5 separate regions of the Mus musculus genome follow, and regions 1, 3, 4 and 5 are each linked to region 2. Evidence: chromatin contacts called from public Hi-C, HiChIP or PLAC-seq and Micro-C data. All regions are on one chromosome and are shown on one strand. The core of a region is the stretch at or near the end of the contact, and the rest is flanking DNA. Distances in the headings are between cores, read along the strand shown.

Region 1 (3,024 bases), core at 242-2,741, 200 kb after region 2:
ATGCAGTGGCTTCTTCTAGTGTCACGAGACACTTAAAAGTTCAGTGTCGAATGGGGAGAGAGAGAAGTAAGGGCTTGTCTGGCTGTGTCAGGTCATATGGAAACACAGTAGCACATATGTCCTGTTTGAAGGAGCATCTCCATTCCTCTTCTGGAGTATCTTCCTGCCTTTGTCTCTTCACAGCCTCTATGCTACATATTGTTTTTTTATTTTTGTTACAAGATTTCTTGACTGAACCAGTGCTCAAGCATTACTGCTTCCAGAAACCTTCAGAATTAAGACACCCCCCTCCACCCCAACAGCCACTTGTTACTTTGTTTTGTTTGTTTTTGTTGACATGGGTCTCCTGTAGCTAAGACTGGCCCTGAACACCTGATCCCTTTGCCTGTATCTCCCAAGTACTGGGATAACAAGAGTGTACCCCCACAACATGTACTGTAAATTTACTTCAAGTTTTAGGAGCACCCTAAGAAAGACAGTTAAACCCTTCCAGCCTGAGATCCTTGCTCTGTGCTCTTGGTTGCATGGTAAAGCCTGGAAGTTTTAGTCTTACACTTGGAAGTTTTATTCTTACAAACCATTTAGATTTATAAGGTTGTAACTAAAACTATGCCTTTGAATACAAATTTTTGGTCAAATCCTAAAAGGTTTACACTTACTGAGAAGTCGATTTAACATTCATCACACCTTTCTGTGGCTGGTAACTTCCCTGACCATGTGGTGGAAACGGAACCTTCATACACTTCTGGCAAGAATGCAGTGGGGGCTGAAGCCCTTTCGCAAAGCTGTCTGTCCCTCAGTTACTATGTAACTAGCATCTGCCCCAGCCCACATCCTAGAGAACTGAAAGCAAGTGCACACAGCCTCATGCCTGGTGCTCAGAATGTCATTCATGAGCGCTCAAAAGAACATGCCCTGGCTAGCAAACACAGAAGTGGATGCTCACAGTCAGCTAATGGATGGATCACAGGGCTCCCAATGGAGGAGCTAGAGAAAGTACCCAAGGAGCTAAAGGGATCTGCAACCCTATAGGTGGAACAACATTATGAACTAACCAGTACCCCGGAGCTCTTGACTCTAGCTGCATATGTATCAAAAGATGGCCTAGTCGGCCATCACTGGAAAGAGAGGCCCATTGGACACGCAAACTTTATATGCCCCAGTACAGGGGAACGCCAGGGCCAAAAAGGGGGAGTGGGTGGGTAGGGGAGTGGGGGTGGGTGGGTATGGGGGACTTTTGATATAGCATTGGAAATGTAAATGAGCTAAATACCTAATAAAAAATGAAAAAAAAAAAAAAAAAGAACATGCCCTGGATTCTATCAACTGCTAAGTGGGCAAATAAAAGTGCCATAGTCATGCAATGCAATGTGGTTTAGCAGTAAAAAAAAAAAAACTAGTAAAATATTGTATGCTATTGCAAGGATTAACCCTGAAAACAGGAAATGAACTCAACTGTAGAGAGCAATGACTCACATGGTTCTGTGCACATGAGATATCCAAATGGGTAACTCCACAGAAACAGAGAGTAGGTGGGTCACTAAAAGTTACACCAGTATACATTAGCTGAAACGATAGATGAAAGTGTCTTGGTGTGGTGCTACAGAAGTGATTATCTGTGAATGACCCTCTTCCTCAGCCTTCCAAGTATGGGATCCCAGGTTCACAGCAGCACATCTGGCTCTAAGACGTAGTTTTAGTGAGTATTTAGACTATTAGTAGCATACCCATTCAAATTTGATAATATATTAATATATGATCACAGAGTAAAAATTTAGTCATGTAGAAATTAAAAGCTACTCCACCACAAACAGTAGCCCCATTCTGTGAGGTCATCTAGTCTTTCTACAAATATTTACTGGGCTCCGGTCTGTCTTCAAGAGTCAGGAGTCAATAAGGCTCGCTTCCGTCTGCTCCTGCTTTGTGTTGCTACAGAACAGGGGAAACACCTCTGTGCTTGAGACACTACACAGGAGGAGAGCTACATTTCAGAGGTCCTGGGTCTCAATGCCACAGGGCCAATGAGAGAGAATAAAGCCCATCTCTCACCTCACAAGAAGGATCACTGTGGCCTCGGTGGTGTAGCTCCCCTAGTTTAGCTGCTGGGAGCTCTTGGGTTTCTTTTGTTCTGTTGGTTTCAGTTGTTCCTGCCTCAGAGCCTGGAGGCCTAGGCTGATCTTCACGCAGTCTCAGCCTCCAGGTGACAATATTACCCTCATTCAACATTTGTCCAAATCAGAGAATTGTGCTGTAAAGTCCATTCAATATCATACCCTGCATTTCACAAGCCAGCACTCCAGGTGTTTCTAACTCTTGTAGCTGATGACGATCAGGTAAATTCCACACCAAGCCAAGGAAGTGTCTCTTCTGCTTCCTCCCTGCCTGTAATCCCCCACCTCCACTTTCACTGATACATTGTTGGTAGAGAGTCTCTTGCAAGTATTTACACTATGAAAATTGGCAGAAACTTCAGGGGTTGGTTTTCTTGGTTATTAGGCCAGAGAAATCATGTGTCATGTTGATTGTACTTAGCACTGTGTCGCATCGGAACTTTGCATTGTGAGTAACACACAAGAAAGCAGAAAAACCATTTCCCATTGTGTGAGAGTTGTTACTAATTGCTCCTGTATTTAACAAATGACTAAGGTTATTTTAAAAAGTCTTTTCTCCGTAGTACTTTCACCTTAATCACTAAAATAAACAAAAGTCTCAACCAACTTTCATGTTGGAATTACATTTATGAATTAATTGCAACTGTAGGCTGGCAAAGGATACAGGGTCAGCAGAAATCAATAAAACCATTCACTGAGAATTAATCAGCTTCATGGAATTTATGTGAGCAATGCATATTTTATTATTGCACATCACTGTATGTGTTTTCTACACATCTTTCAGACTGCACATACAGACATGCTTTTCCCTGAGGTCCAGTTAAACATTCACTACCACACCACTACTTCCATCTAACCCTGACTACTACATGCATGGCATTGTAATGCACCATTAAAGTTATGGTGCTGCCAT
Region 2 (3,355 bases), core at 71-2,570:
CCCTTCGGGCATAAGCTGCAGTGTTGCTGGACAATTTCAATGTTAACAAGTCAGCAATATACCCTGAACATGGTGTCTTTAAACAGAAACACACAGAAAATAAGCGGTTGAAAAAAAGATGTGACCAGAGCTCACGGGAACATCACCCTGTGCGTCAGGCCCCTTTTCACTGAGCTGTTTTCTAGATGACTTTGTCAAACACAATCATAGCAAAAGTGAAAACATCTGCAAATCTGAGAACGCACCGTGACCACCTCCCACCCCATTCTTATTCATCTTAGAAAACAACTTCACTCTTCCACCTCCTTAGCCCATAGCCTCAAAGGTGCCTCAGCCCACAACACACAAGCCAGTTCTCTTGAGGTTTCCTTTGAAATCTCCCTGCTCCCTACACCCTCACGGCCTTAAGCGTAGTCTAGCCACAACCACCTCAACTCCAGCAGACACATCCTAACTGGTCACTCTGCTCCTATCCATGACGTCACCTGGCAGTCCCCACCCTCCCACTAATGAAGCAGAACACTTGCTCCCCTGGGAACCTCCTGTAGCTTCTCAGGTTATAGAGAGCAAATCCTCACTGTGGCCTTCAGCCACGCTGACTCAGTCATACCTCTGGACCTTATATTCTCGTTCAGACACTCATGTGCAAAGGGTTCCTGTGGCTGCCTCCGCCCTCTGCCTGCTCGGCCACATCACATCCTTTGAAGAGGAAGAGCCCTTGCTACTCCACACCAAATCTCACCTCTCTCTCTCTCTCCCTCTCCCTCCCCCCCACCCCCCCTCTCTCTCTCTCCCTCCCTCCCTCCCTTTACCCAGCGGTGGCTTCCTTCCTTCACGGCAGTTATCAGCCAGCACATTCCAGACCTCCTCATTATTCCCAACTGAACACTGGGCGTTTGAGGGCAAGGCCTCTTAAGTTCTCTGCAGCTCTCCTGAACCTGAAAGCGGTTACCAGACGTAGAGTAGTGATTCAAGAAAACTGACGGTGGGATTTGGTTTCTCTTGTGTGAATAAGAGAAATCACTTCTATTTCACACTGCAACTTAACTCTCTGAGAGCTCAAATGTCATCCAGACTGCCTTCCCTGCTGACTAGGGCTCTGGGCCATCTTCAGCACATCTATCTGCTCAGGGGAAGCAGGTCCCAGCATCATGCTGCCTCTTTAAGCCTCCAGGAAGGTTGAGAAGGTCTTCTGTCTCTGTCCCTCAGTTTTAGTTATAGGGATTGTAAATGGCTGTGTTGTCTTAGGGAGATATCACTCTAGAGCCTCTATTGACCTGAGCTCATTTCCCTTTGTCTCACAAAAACCAACTTCCTTTCTGATACTGACTGTGGGGGAGGGGCTAAGACACTGGGCTGCTTTCATCTCTGAGGGAATTGGCTACAGAAAGAGGGTTTTCTGCTCCGTGGCTGCCTTTCTTTGCAGTAATTAAAAACAACAAAACAAAACAAAACAAAACACACTGTGCAAAAGCAATTTAGGGAAGAAAGGGGGTTGTTTTATCTTAGCTGCTATCACAAGCTGTCTTACTGATCTGTTTGCAGACCCACACTTGGCTAGCTTTCTTCTGCTCTAGCCTAGACCACCTGCCCAGAGAATGCTGTGGCCCACTGGGCCTGCCTACAGCAATGAGTGACCAAGACCGTCCCGCAGACATGCCCACAGGCCAGTCTGATCCAGGCAGTTCCTCTTGAAGATGACTTTAGGCTGTGTCAGGTTGACAGTTAATGCTAACCAGGACACCTACATGGGACTATAGGTGAATGCACACACTGACAACTGTGCCTCTGTACCTAAGGATGTTCATACACACTTAGTATTCACACACAGGACTCAGCTCTGTGTCTCTTACTCCTGCGTCTCCTTGCACAAACATTTTGAGGAGACATTTGTTGGGGGTTCATGGTGTCGGGTTCATTTATCATCGTGGGGAATGCACAGAGGAGTTCATATCCTGGGATTATGTGGCTGAGGCTCGGCACATCATGGCTGGCCAGGAAGTAGAAAACAGGACTGGCAACAGGGCCCTTGAAAGGCCTCCTCCCGATGACCAGCTTCTTCCAGCTCCACTCTATCCTCTAAAGGCTCCAGAGCCTCCCAAAACAGCGCCACCTGCTGGGGGATTTCAAATATTCACCAAGTGAAACAGATTCAGAGGAAAGCAGGCTCCTCACCACGGGTTCTTAATTTTGAAAGAAGGGAACTGCCTTCCAGATCAGATGTTGCTCAACAAACTAAGCAGATACAGCAGTGGAGGAGCTAAGGAGCTGGCTGCTTTAGCAAGCTTGCTAGCCAGCCAGCCAGAATTATAGGAGTCAGGCTGAAGGCCATGGGCAAAGAGGAGCTAAGAAGCCACCCACAGAGGCATCACTCCTAAGGCCCAGACTCCTCTTTAAAAAAAAAAAAAAAAATTAAAGTCCCACTCCATTCTCAGGTGGGGTGGCCTCCAGGCCTGGAGTTGCTCAAGCCTCAGTTCACACACGTGTCACGGTGTCTCGGGCTCTATAGGTGTGCTGCAGGCTGGGCTATCTACAGCAGCCGCAGTCCAAGTGCAGAGACCAGGGACATTTCGAATGGATTTCTATGGGAAAAGAAAAAGAAAAGGATGCAGACATTTTGTAAGACACTAAGAAAGAATTTAAGAAATGGAAATGCAGAGATAAAGGGCCTGTTCTCTGCGCACAGGGTCTTTCTCCTCCCATCTTTATGTGCAGGAGGAAGTAATTTTAAATGTGTTGGATCATTCTAACAATTGTTAGATAGTCTTTCCTGCCTACTACCCTGCTGGGGATAATTCCAGGTCATTAATCTGTCCTTACCGTTCTGCTTTTCCTTAGGGTCACCCTGCACTTTAACACATATACATACCTTGGTTTATGGAATGATGGCTGGCATTTACCACTCAGAGCACTTCTGTTCTCATCATCAGGGTGAACAGTTTGCATAGAAACATCACCGATGCTTCTCTAAAAATAGAACAATACAAATGAAACTGTGTGACCAAGCTATACTGATACTTTTAAGACTTTAAATTTTAACTGAAACCCAAAGAATATGAAACTGGCTCTTTTCCAAAGGTGGTTTGGACTTAAGGCTGCTCAGGATCCCTCGGACACTGGTGCAGCAACGCTAACCTGTGCCCCTTAGAAACTCCAAGGGCAGCATGCGCAGGAGCCAGCGCTACCACCCCAGGCCCTTCCCGGCTGTGTTTACTCCATTCTACAGCTGGGCTAGCTGAAGCATGTGGCGGTCAGGTGATGCGCGTGATGCGCGTGGGGTCAGGCTGTTAGGGGTGACTCAGCCAAACCCACTCCAGCTCCTGAACCTTGCTGGGATCACAAGGCCGAGAGCACT
Region 3 (2,943 bases), core at 65-2,564, 250 kb after region 2:
TTGTTTGTCTAATTTGTTGGGGTTGTTTTTGTTTGTTTGGTTTTTTTTGTTTTTTTTTGTTTTTCCCATGAACCTGGAGACTGCTCACATGATTTGCAAATTGTCAGAGTCCTTGGCCCACTTTAAAAATGGCAATGCTGTCTTCTTGCCACTGAGTTATCTCACCACCATATTAAAGGGAAATAATGCCTCCAGTTTCTGGGACCACCAAAGACAGCTCTGGGAATTTCTGCATGTCCCCTGGTTTATGGAACTGCTCTATTTGAGAGCCACTAACTCGGGTAGAAAGATGCTCTCTCTTAAGTGTTGTCTCGGAGTCTGGAGTCAGAAGTGGTTTCTTATTGTGCTGTCTTATGGAACTTTAAATCTACTTTTAATAAAATTCTTACTTGGGTATTTTGTTGGATCACATGAGTACAGTATTCCAAGCTGTCTTTGGGAACACTCGAGCCCTGGGTGATGCTGCCCTCTGCCCTAGCTTTGTAAGTAACCCCCTGTGGTGGTTAATATTGCCATCTTTACAGGATCTGGGAGATAGACTTCTGGGTGTGTCTGTAAGGGAGTTTCTGGGTAGCGTTAAGGGGTAGACTCACCTCAACCATGGTTAGCACCATGCTGTGCTCTGGGTCCTAGACCAGATAAAAAGAAGGAAGTGTGCTGAGCATCAGCGTTCATCTGGCTCAGATTCCTGACTGCAGATACAGTGCGAACAGTAGCTCATACGCTCCGTGCCCACCCCACCCCACCGTGACAGACTCTCGACCCGCCTTGCCTTCCATAAGTTGCTCTTGCCAGACATTTTGTCATAGCAACCAGGGAAGTAACAGACAGCCCTGCCTTTGTAAACATTCTCATGTGACACTCTGACGCTCCAGTGTTCCCAGCCAGTCGGTGTCTGTCACCCTAACCCTGGCAGTGTCCCTCAAAGCCTCTACTACAAAGTGTTCACACTTGATTATAGTGACCTCTGCAGCATGGGTCAAATTCATAGTAGGTTAAAAAAAAAAAAAAGAAAAGAAAGAAACCACCAATTACTACAAGACCTTACAGAAACACTAATTTTACATTTGAAGATTCTACAAAATGTGACGTCCCGTTGCCTCAGAGACACTCAGTGACATATTAGCCTATAAAACACGCTCACTGCTGTTTCTTCACTGGTAAAGGACCCATTTAGGTCCTTGGCATAAGAAGAACATCCTCTTTCAGAATCAATGATTCTTGCAAGCAGTTCCCTTCCTGGGTATGGAGGCCCGCCTTTGCTCCGATCGGTTCACCTAGCTTCGCAGCACCGGCCAGTAGACTGGCGGTGGCTGCTGCCCCCTAGTGTATAGTTATTAGCTACTGCAGGCACTGAGTTCTTGAATCACCCAGGGAACCTTATGAATGGAAAATAAATGAAGTAATAAAAATAATGGAGACATTTACAATGTCTTAGTCTTTCAGAATGAGTACTTAGAACACTTTTCCAACAATTTCTGAGAGGAATGGCTGTTAAATCTGTCTGTCGCTCTGCCTGCCTGCCTGCCTGCCTGTCTCTCCTCTCTGTTTCTTTCTGTTCTCCTCCCTCTCCCTCTCCCTCTCTCCCTCCTCTCCCCTCTCCCTCTCCCTCTCCCTCTCCCTCTCTCTCTCCCTCTCTCCCTCCTAGCTTTTTTTCCAGTTCTAGTCAGCCATGTAGTTTACAGGACTCAGTGCTGACAGAAAAGGAAATTGTGACAGTGACAGTATGAATTGCCCTGACTTCTCTCTGCTCGCCACGTTTTAATATTGGCAGTTTCAAATGCGAATCTAGGAAAAAAAATTAAATATTAAATCAATTTACCCATCTTATATAGTGCCAATCAATGTGAAAAGAACAGCAAATGAACTCTCATGACAAGCAGAGAGAAGTGGGCCAGAGGGGGCTCCACCCCCGTCACCTTTGGCCTCGCTCGATAGCTTCAGCATACATGGCTGGCAAAGAGATGGGAGTAATGGAGGGCATGTCAGGACCTCTCAGCCTCCTGTTTCCCGGGCCAGGGTGTTGTGTCACTGTGAGTCCAGGTTCTATGGGAGCCGATGGCTTTCCCACAGTGACCTCACCCCTGAAGCCTGCTGTTCTGTGGTACTGGGACATCGAGAATTCGGCATGTAGACAAGAAGTAAGGAATAGCAGATGTGTGCTGGTCACGAAGGTCACCTCTGCTCTTGCTCATGGCCCTGTGTCCCAAGAGACTTCCTTTACAAAGTACAGATGGGATGATGAAGAGTCCTGTGATGGTGGCAGGTGACTAGTGACGCCAGAGCAGGGCCTTCTGAGGGCCTTGCCTAGGGGTAGAGGTTGTGTGTCTGTGACCCGGATCCCAGGGAGCCGAGTCTGTTCCATGAAATACAATCAATAGTTGATGCCCTTCGCTTGGTGTCCATCCGTTCAAAACAGGAATACTGACTGTAGCTGGCTGGGACAGGGCGGTGGGGGTTTTGTCCCTGTCCAGCTAATGGTCAGAAGTTATTCACGTGCCAGGCAGGGGCAGGAATAGAGGAACTCACTCTGTGGCTGGAGCCATAAGACTATGTCCTGGACTCCACAACACCCTGAGTGTGTTCTAGCTCAAGTAGTGTCACCACGTTCGGGTGGAGGAAAAGTGACTAAATGCTTGCCATAGTTTTATTTATTTATTTATTTATTTATTTATTTATTTATTTATTTATTTAGTGGGGCTGGACACAATGTAGATCAGGCTTGCCTACTCTTGAGATCTGCCTGTCCGTGCTTGCTAAGTGCCTGGATTTAACAATGTACACCACCATGCCCGCATTTTACTGCAGAGTCCCCTACTACATAGAAGCCCAAAAGACTCTTTAGCTCAGACACACTGAGGCAAATGGGAGGTCACCGTCAAAGTTCACTGGTTATCGAGAAGAGAAAAGCTCCAGGGTTTGTTCAGCTTAACTTCCTAGCAA
Region 4 (3,008 bases), core at 110-2,609, 150 kb before region 2:
AGATGGATGGACTAGGGCTGCCTTCAAACTTTGACTACCTCTCTGGCGTTTTTGTATGCCCCGCCTATGGCAGACACCATGGCAAAGGCACACGGAGAGAGCAATTGTGATTGGCCTGGTTGAGGGAGCATGGAATGCTCCCCTGAAGAGTTTGCCTCCAAGATAGACACTCGCCCTTGCCAGCCAGCTTCGCAGTGCCACTGTAGCTAGCATAGCCGGGAAACGGTTTTATTAATGAATTACAGTGACTGGTGGAGGTTTCCACAGTGGGTCCTGCCTAGGATTAGAATAGGGTCCATGTTGATGAGATGTTCCCGAATGAATGGTGGGGGAATGTGGCTCATTGGGACGAGCTGACCGCAGCTTAGATCTAGCTTCTGTAGGGTGTGCCTGCCAGCTAGTTCTCATCAATAGACCCTGACAGTGTGGGGCGTGGATGAGCAAAATAGATAGAATAATATCTGGCTTTCTGTTAACCATGAAAGTGTGGCTCAAGCACTCCCTTAGAGAACCTTTTCTTTCACAGTAGCGGTAAGAAGAACAAATAGCAAAAAATCAAAATAAATAAATAGATAGCTACAAATGCATTAAAACAAGAACCCTCTCTCCCTCTATTTCTCTTTGGGTTCTTTCCCTAGCCTTAGTCCCCAAAGGAAGTGCACCAATAACAGTTTTTTTTCTAGAAAATTCTGTGCACATATAAACATCAGTTTGTGCCTATAAGCCTAATTTCTGTTCAAGAGAATATACGTTCTATAGTGTCTGCTTTTTCGTTTAGTCATTTTTTTTAACATTACTATAGTACTTATTGCTTGGTAATGCTTATCACACACATGGAAGCATTTCCTAAGAGCCACACCCATCACACTGCCAGCAGGGGTAAGGCTCCAGCTTTTGCTAGCCCCTGTCTGTGCTAACCGGCAGTGAGCAGTGAATCTCTTTAGTGTGCAGGTGCAGAGATGGAGGACTGCTTGCCGAAATGCTTGAGAGAGCTTTCATGTTGCTCCTCCTATGATCCTACCCCGACTGCACCGTGACAGGCAGGCTTGTCAGGGATGCTTCGCATGGAAGTTGGACTCCGCCTCCACGAACAGTCTGTTTCCCTTCTCCTTTCTCCTTCTCACACTTGTTTCTGCCCTCTGTAGATTTCCAGTGAGGACAGCAGGGCAGTGTTTAGTGTGACTTGTTTGGCTGAATACTTTTGCTAGGTCTCGAAGGGGAGGGCATCAACGTTTAAACATTATTCAATTTTAAATTATTTTAAAGTTATCTTGAAAAACAATGAGTCTCATTATGGCATTTTCATGCACATCATTATGCTTAGTCATAGTCACACCCATTATGCCCCTCATTACTTCTCTCTTCTGCTGGTCACCTTCCTGCCCCCAGTTGTCTCACTGTCTTATAAAGAATAATTGAATTCTATACTGGCAAGGAATCTCTCTCTCTCTCTCTCTCTCTCTCTCTCTCTCCCTCTCCCTCTCCCTCTTTCTTTCTCTGTCTCTTACACACACACACACACACACACACACACACACACACCCACCCACACACACACAGAAGCTAAACCTGACCCTTTTCCCCCGTGTTTTGCTTTCAGTCCTTCAGCTGTATTTGATTTCCCCTTGCAGAACTTCTTGAGGAACCAGAACAACAAAACAAACTACAACCTTGTCTGTGAAACGCTTCAGTTCCTGGACTGTATCTGCGGAAGTACCACAGGGGGTCTAGGCCTGCTGGGGCTCTACATCAATGAGAGGAATGTAGCTCTGGTCAACCAGACTCTGGAGAGCTTGACCGAGTACTGCCAAGGCCCGTGCCACGAGAACCAGGTAACCAGAGAGTAGCGCTGCCTGAGCCATGACTCAGAAGCAGCATGCCGGGTGAGGCACAGAGCCCACCTCACATGCTGGTGAAGCCTCGTTGCTTGTTCTGCTTGGTGTGGCTGCTTTTCTCAAAGAACATACAAAGGCCGAGGTGTAGACTAGCACATAGTAGGCTACATTTTAAATTGCATTATAAAAGAAAGTTCCCGTGAAAATATTTAAGATAAAAAGAGTTACTGAAAGAAGGGTAAGATTGTATTTCTTCCCAATGTTGAGTTTTTCTCTGTATCTCCAGCTGTGTGGAGTTAACTCGCTGTGGCTTTGGCTCCAATGCAGTGTGTACATGTTGTGGGGTATAATATCCATGTTACACATATGCTTGGTTAGCTTATGAAGTGGGTCTCATGGCTGTCATCTTGCTGATAAACAGCTTCAGACTCAGAGATCAGCTCAGAGATGGCAGCACTCTGAGACACTGCAAAAACAGAAAAGCTACAGACTTTCAGAACCCAAACAATGAGCCATTTTGATTTCGGTGCACATGCACATGTGAGAGACCCGACGTTCATCCTGGTCCCCAGAGTGTTTTGCTTTGCTCTAAGGACACACTGTGGGAGATGACAGGACAGGAGATGTAGGGAAGAAAGGCATCTTGTAATGTTTCTTACCAGTGTTTAGTATTCAGAAAACACCTGGAGCGGGCAAGGTTCAGGGGCAGAGGCTCCATGTCATACATTTCTGGACATAAAATTTAAAGGTGTGATTGATACCAAACATCAATGGTTGCTCTAGGAAGAAGATGTGAAAAAGTCAGCTTTTCTATTGCAGATCATATGACTGTCCACACACACACATGCAGTGCCTGTGTACACACATATACACGATATACACACACCTGTGTGTTCATTTGATGCAAACACATTGACCGTTATCATAACGGTATTGTTTTCTTCTCTGTGTTTATGACAGTGAGTTTGTACATGTTTTCCCTTTATTTTCAAGATCACATTTTAGTTTCCTACAATGATAAAGGTATCCCTGACAGTTGATTTAAAGCCGAGGTAAAGTGCACAAATTCAGAGGTCGGGTTGGCTGGTAAAATTCTACTCTAAAATAAAAAATATGCACATACATGTTTCTTTCATATTTTACCATTTTTGTGAAAAATCTGCCAGAACCTCC
Region 5 (3,031 bases), core at 121-2,620, 170 kb after region 2:
GATTTATTTTTAACATTTTATATATTTGTGTGTGTGTGTGTGTGTGTGTGTGTGTGTGTGTGTGTGTGTGTGTGTGTGTGTATGGGTATGTATGCATATATCTCTGTATAAATATGTGTATAGGTATGTGTGTAGGCCTGTATGTATGTAGTGTGTGTATGTAGGCTTACGTGTATGTAGTGTGTATGTGTATGTAAGAATGTGTGTATAAGTGTGTCTAAATGTGTGTGTAGGTCTATGTGTGTACATGTGTGTAGGAGGATGTGTGTGTAGGTGTGTGTGTCTATGTAGGTGTATGGTGTATAGAAGTGTATAGGCATGTATGTATGTAGGTGTGTATAGGTATATGTTAGTGTGTTATGTGTATAAGCAGTATGTATATTAGTATGTGCATGTGTATAGGTGTGTGTGTATAGGTGAGGTGGAGGTAGGTATGTGTGTTATGTGTGTATGTGTATAGGCATGTGTGTGACAGGCGTGTGTTAGTGTGTTTATATGTGTAAGGGTGTGTGTGTGTGTGTGTGTGTATAAGTGAGGAGGGATAGGTGTGTGTGTTAGTGTGTGTATGTGTGTAGGGGTGTATGTATATGTGTATGTGTGTAGGTAAGGAGGGATAGGTGTGTGTGTTAGTGTGTGTGTATGTGTGTGTGTGTGTGTGTGTGTGTGTGTGTGTGTAGGTTTTGCATACAAGTGCAGGTACCTGCAGATGCCAGAAGAGAATGTTGGACTCTCCTGGATAAGCTTCTGACACTGAAGCAGCTGTATGTGCAGACTGGGTTGTTTAGGATGTACAAACAAATTATGATTCCATGGGTGGATGAAAAGGACTTTGATATTATTTATAAACAACGTGACCAAATGAAATGGTCACAGGTCCCTGAAGGACAGCTACTAGGGGCAACAGAGAGGAGCAGCCGGCAGTGCACTGCACAGATCCACATAGGTACCTAGATGAAGGAACAGATACTGAAAGTGTTCACACGTTCCCTCCTTGATCAGAGAGCGTGGGCCAGAGGCCCACAGTGTGCTAGGCTGATACTGTTGTAAGCACTTGAGTCAAACCATTGGCTTTGGGGGCATAGGTTTAGGAGGGCTAACAGTAAGCAATAGATATAATATAGGAATTAATTGTAATTATGTCAAGGGAGGATAACTATCCAGAGAGGAAAGAAAACACTGCCTGGAACAGAGAGTCAGGAGGCTCAGAATGACAGGCCAGGCCACAGACTGTAAAGACTTAAGCAAAGATCCAAGAAGCCATGGAGTAAGCCAGAGGCTGTCACCTCTGGAGACAGCTCCAGGCAGAGGCGCTAAGGCCAGTCCCTGGGGACCAGGGACAGATGTGGTCAGGAATAGCAGGGCGGTGACTCATGTGGCTGAAAGGCAGCAGGGCGGGAAGCTGATGAGGCTGGAGGTCAGTGAGGTAGAAAGTCCCAGGAGTCCTGGGCAGATCTTCCTGACACTGAGTTGTTCTGTTAGGAAATCATCAGGGACTGCTGGACAAGAGGGAGATAGAATCTCACTTCCTACCCAGGCTGTTGGGTGAGGATCAGGCTGAAGGCAGCAAAGGTCTTTGTGAGGTTACTGCCAAAGCTCTAGGTTGAAGTGACTCCAGTAATGGGGACATGGGGACAGTGAGAGTGCTTGCTTGCTCTGTCTCTCTCTCTCTCTCTCTCTCTCTCTCTTATGGGTTTAGAGCTTTATTGTAGAAAGCAGGGGGAAAGAGAGAGAGAGAGGCTGGCCATGGCTACCTGGAGACAGGGGGAAGGGAGAGAGAGAATGAGGGCTAGAGATGAGAGTAAGAAAGGTGAAAACTTGAACATGAGAGTGCTTTCTTAGGGGACAGGGGACTATGTGTTATAACAGGAATAAAGTGATCCTGGAGCTACCAGACAAGCTCTCCCAATAAAGAAACACGTACAAATGTGTGTATGTATGTATGTATGTACATATGTGTGTATATGTGTGTATGCATGTGTATGTATATTGTGTATGTGTATATATGTTCATGTTTATGTGTTTATGTGTGTGCATATGTGTGCATGTGTCTATGTCTGTATATATGTGTGTGTGTATATATATGTGTGTATATGTGTATACATGTGTTTATGTATATGTATGTGTATATGTATGTATATATATGTGTGTATGTGTATATGTGTGTATATACATGTGTGCATGTATATGTATGTATATGTGTGTGTGTGTGTGTGCGTGTGTGTGTTACAGATGGTAAATGGTGCTTCTTGCACTGTTTTTCAAATCAACTGACAGCCTTTGGTGAGTGGTCTGCTTTGACGGTTTGGTTTCTCTAGGCTGGAGGCGAAGCTCTTCTGTGACCTACCACAGTGGGTTTTGTGTGTTTGCTCTAGTTACTACTCAGCCTGTGGGAGGTGTGGGCTGACTTCACTAAGCTTATTTGAAAGTAAAAGACCATTGTGGGTGGGGACAAGGGCAGAGGAAGAATATAAAGTAGGTGCCCATTTTTTATTTTAAAAACCAAAGGACATTATTTTCCCAGTTTTCCTCTTTTTAAAAAAAGATTTGTTTTTATATTTCATTGGTGTATATGTGTTCCCGTAGGGGGGAGGGGGTATGAAACAGATGAACAGACAGACAGACACGAGCAAATGCCTAAGGAAGCCAGAAAAAGAAATCAAATACCCCGGAGAGTTACTGCTTGACACGGGTGCTGAGAAACGAACTCCCATTCTCTGCAAGAGCAGGGAGGGCTCCTAACCAGAGTCCTCTCTCCAGGATCCTACATTTCTCATGATCCAATATTGAGGATCACGAACTATCCAGGGTGCACCCTAAGGTGTTGGCTCTTTTTCTTTCAAAAGGGACTGTCCCTTTACTGTCCTCTGCAGCCTGAATCACACCCTGTAATAAGGACTCCCCCTACCCCCAGGCTAGGGTGGGTCTGCTTCAGCTTCCAGCTGCTGGCCCTCAAGGCTCTGGAAGAGATCTGGTTCTACACCCTTAGGGGCAGACAGTGCCACAGGGACCATGATTCCCCAATCTCTTCTTC

The links. HiChIP or PLAC-seq counts read pairs in DNA pulled down with a chosen protein or histone mark. Hi-C and Micro-C count contacts between places; a contact is called where the count stands out from the background.
Region 1: a Hi-C map of bone marrow-derived macrophages shows a contact between it and region 2, with 27 read pairs. The contact joins two enhancer-like sites. A contact is called at or near these places in 7 of 39 promoter capture datasets (the HPC-7 cell line, HPC-7-derived erythroid cells, embryonic stem cells and 4 more), 1 of 15 datasets of contacts at CTCF or cohesin (large pre-B cells), 1 of 484 Hi-C or Micro-C datasets (bone marrow-derived macrophages) and 3 of 115 datasets of contacts at active chromatin or transcription factors (large pre-B cells, memory CD8 T cells and pancreatic cancer cells).
Region 3: a contact with region 2 is called in a Micro-C map of B cells, with 10 times the contacts expected there. The contact joins two enhancer-like sites. A contact is called at or near these places in 1 of 39 promoter capture datasets (the C10 cell line), 2 of 15 datasets of contacts at CTCF or cohesin (the NIH/3T3 cell line and large pre-B cells), 25 of 484 Hi-C or Micro-C datasets (B cells, the HL-1 cell line, the N1E-115 cell line and 13 more), 3 of 115 datasets of contacts at active chromatin or transcription factors (Th17 cells, fibro-adipogenic progenitors and large pre-B cells) and 1 of 9 other capture datasets (adipose tissue).
Region 4: a contact with region 2 is called in an H3K27ac HiChIP or PLAC-seq map of microglia, with 5 times the contacts expected there. The contact joins two enhancer-like sites. A contact is called at or near these places in 1 of 15 datasets of contacts at CTCF or cohesin (pro-B cells), 6 of 484 Hi-C or Micro-C datasets (CD4 T cells, CD8 T cells, Th1 cells and 2 more), 7 of 115 datasets of contacts at active chromatin or transcription factors (acute myeloid leukemia, bone marrow-derived macrophages, effector CD8 T cells and 3 more) and 2 of 9 other capture datasets (liver and pancreatic islet).
Region 5: a contact with region 2 is called in a RAD21 HiChIP or PLAC-seq map of pro-B cells, with 2.3 times the contacts expected there. The contact joins two enhancer-like sites. A contact is called at or near these places in 1 of 15 datasets of contacts at CTCF or cohesin (pro-B cells), 1 of 484 Hi-C or Micro-C datasets (nephron progenitors) and 2 of 115 datasets of contacts at active chromatin or transcription factors (CD8 T cells and memory CD8 T cells).

The regions. Positions count from the first base shown.
Region 1 is chr6:145,881,633-145,884,656 of GRCm38.p6, reverse strand. No RefSeq gene overlaps it. Among named protein-coding and RNA genes, the nearest start is that of Bhlhe41, 18 kb to the right of the region's middle. Within about 2 kb of position 1,491, at least 64 of the 459 cell types and tissues checked have an H3K27ac peak or open chromatin away from gene starts, as enhancers often do. A contact at or near this core is called in the HPC-7 cell line, bone marrow-derived macrophages and pancreatic cancer cells, where this site is marked.
Region 2 is chr6:146,078,231-146,081,585 of GRCm38.p6, reverse strand. It overlaps Gm32838 (a long non-coding RNA gene), which reads right to left. Exons shown (of 4, transcript XR_001785421.1): 3 at 2,870-2,967; 4 at 1,319-2,113. Among named protein-coding and RNA genes, the nearest start is that of Gm35544, 6.3 kb to the right of the region's middle. Within about 2 kb of position 1,320, at least 114 of the 459 cell types and tissues checked have an H3K27ac peak or open chromatin away from gene starts, as enhancers often do. A contact at or near this core is called in B cells, the HPC-7 cell line, bone marrow-derived macrophages and 5 more, where this site is marked.
Region 3 is chr6:145,828,667-145,831,609 of GRCm38.p6, reverse strand. No RefSeq gene overlaps it. Among named protein-coding and RNA genes, the nearest start is that of Gm38927, 12 kb to the left of the region's middle. Within about 2 kb of position 1,314, at least 29 of the 459 cell types and tissues checked have an H3K27ac peak or open chromatin away from gene starts, as enhancers often do. A contact at or near this core is called in B cells, bone marrow-derived macrophages, forebrain and 1 more, where this site is marked.
Region 4 is chr6:146,228,517-146,231,524 of GRCm38.p6, reverse strand. It overlaps Itpr2 (inositol 1,4,5-triphosphate receptor 2), which reads left to right. Exons shown (of 57, transcript NM_019923.4): 42 at 1,632-1,832. It overlaps Gm35596 (a long non-coding RNA gene), which reads right to left. Exons shown (of 5, transcript XR_378174.4): 3 at 2,495-2,614. Among named protein-coding and RNA genes, the nearest start is that of Gm35596, 10 kb to the right of the region's middle. Within about 2 kb of position 1,359, at least 26 of the 459 cell types and tissues checked have an H3K27ac peak or open chromatin away from gene starts, as enhancers often do. A contact at or near this core is called in bone marrow-derived macrophages and microglia, where this site is marked.
Region 5 is chr6:145,904,635-145,907,665 of GRCm38.p6, reverse strand. No RefSeq gene overlaps it. Among named protein-coding and RNA genes, the nearest start is that of Gm32675, 8.1 kb to the left of the region's middle. Within about 2 kb of position 1,370, at least 74 of the 459 cell types and tissues checked have an H3K27ac peak or open chromatin away from gene starts, as enhancers often do. A contact at or near this core is called in pro-B cells, where this site is marked.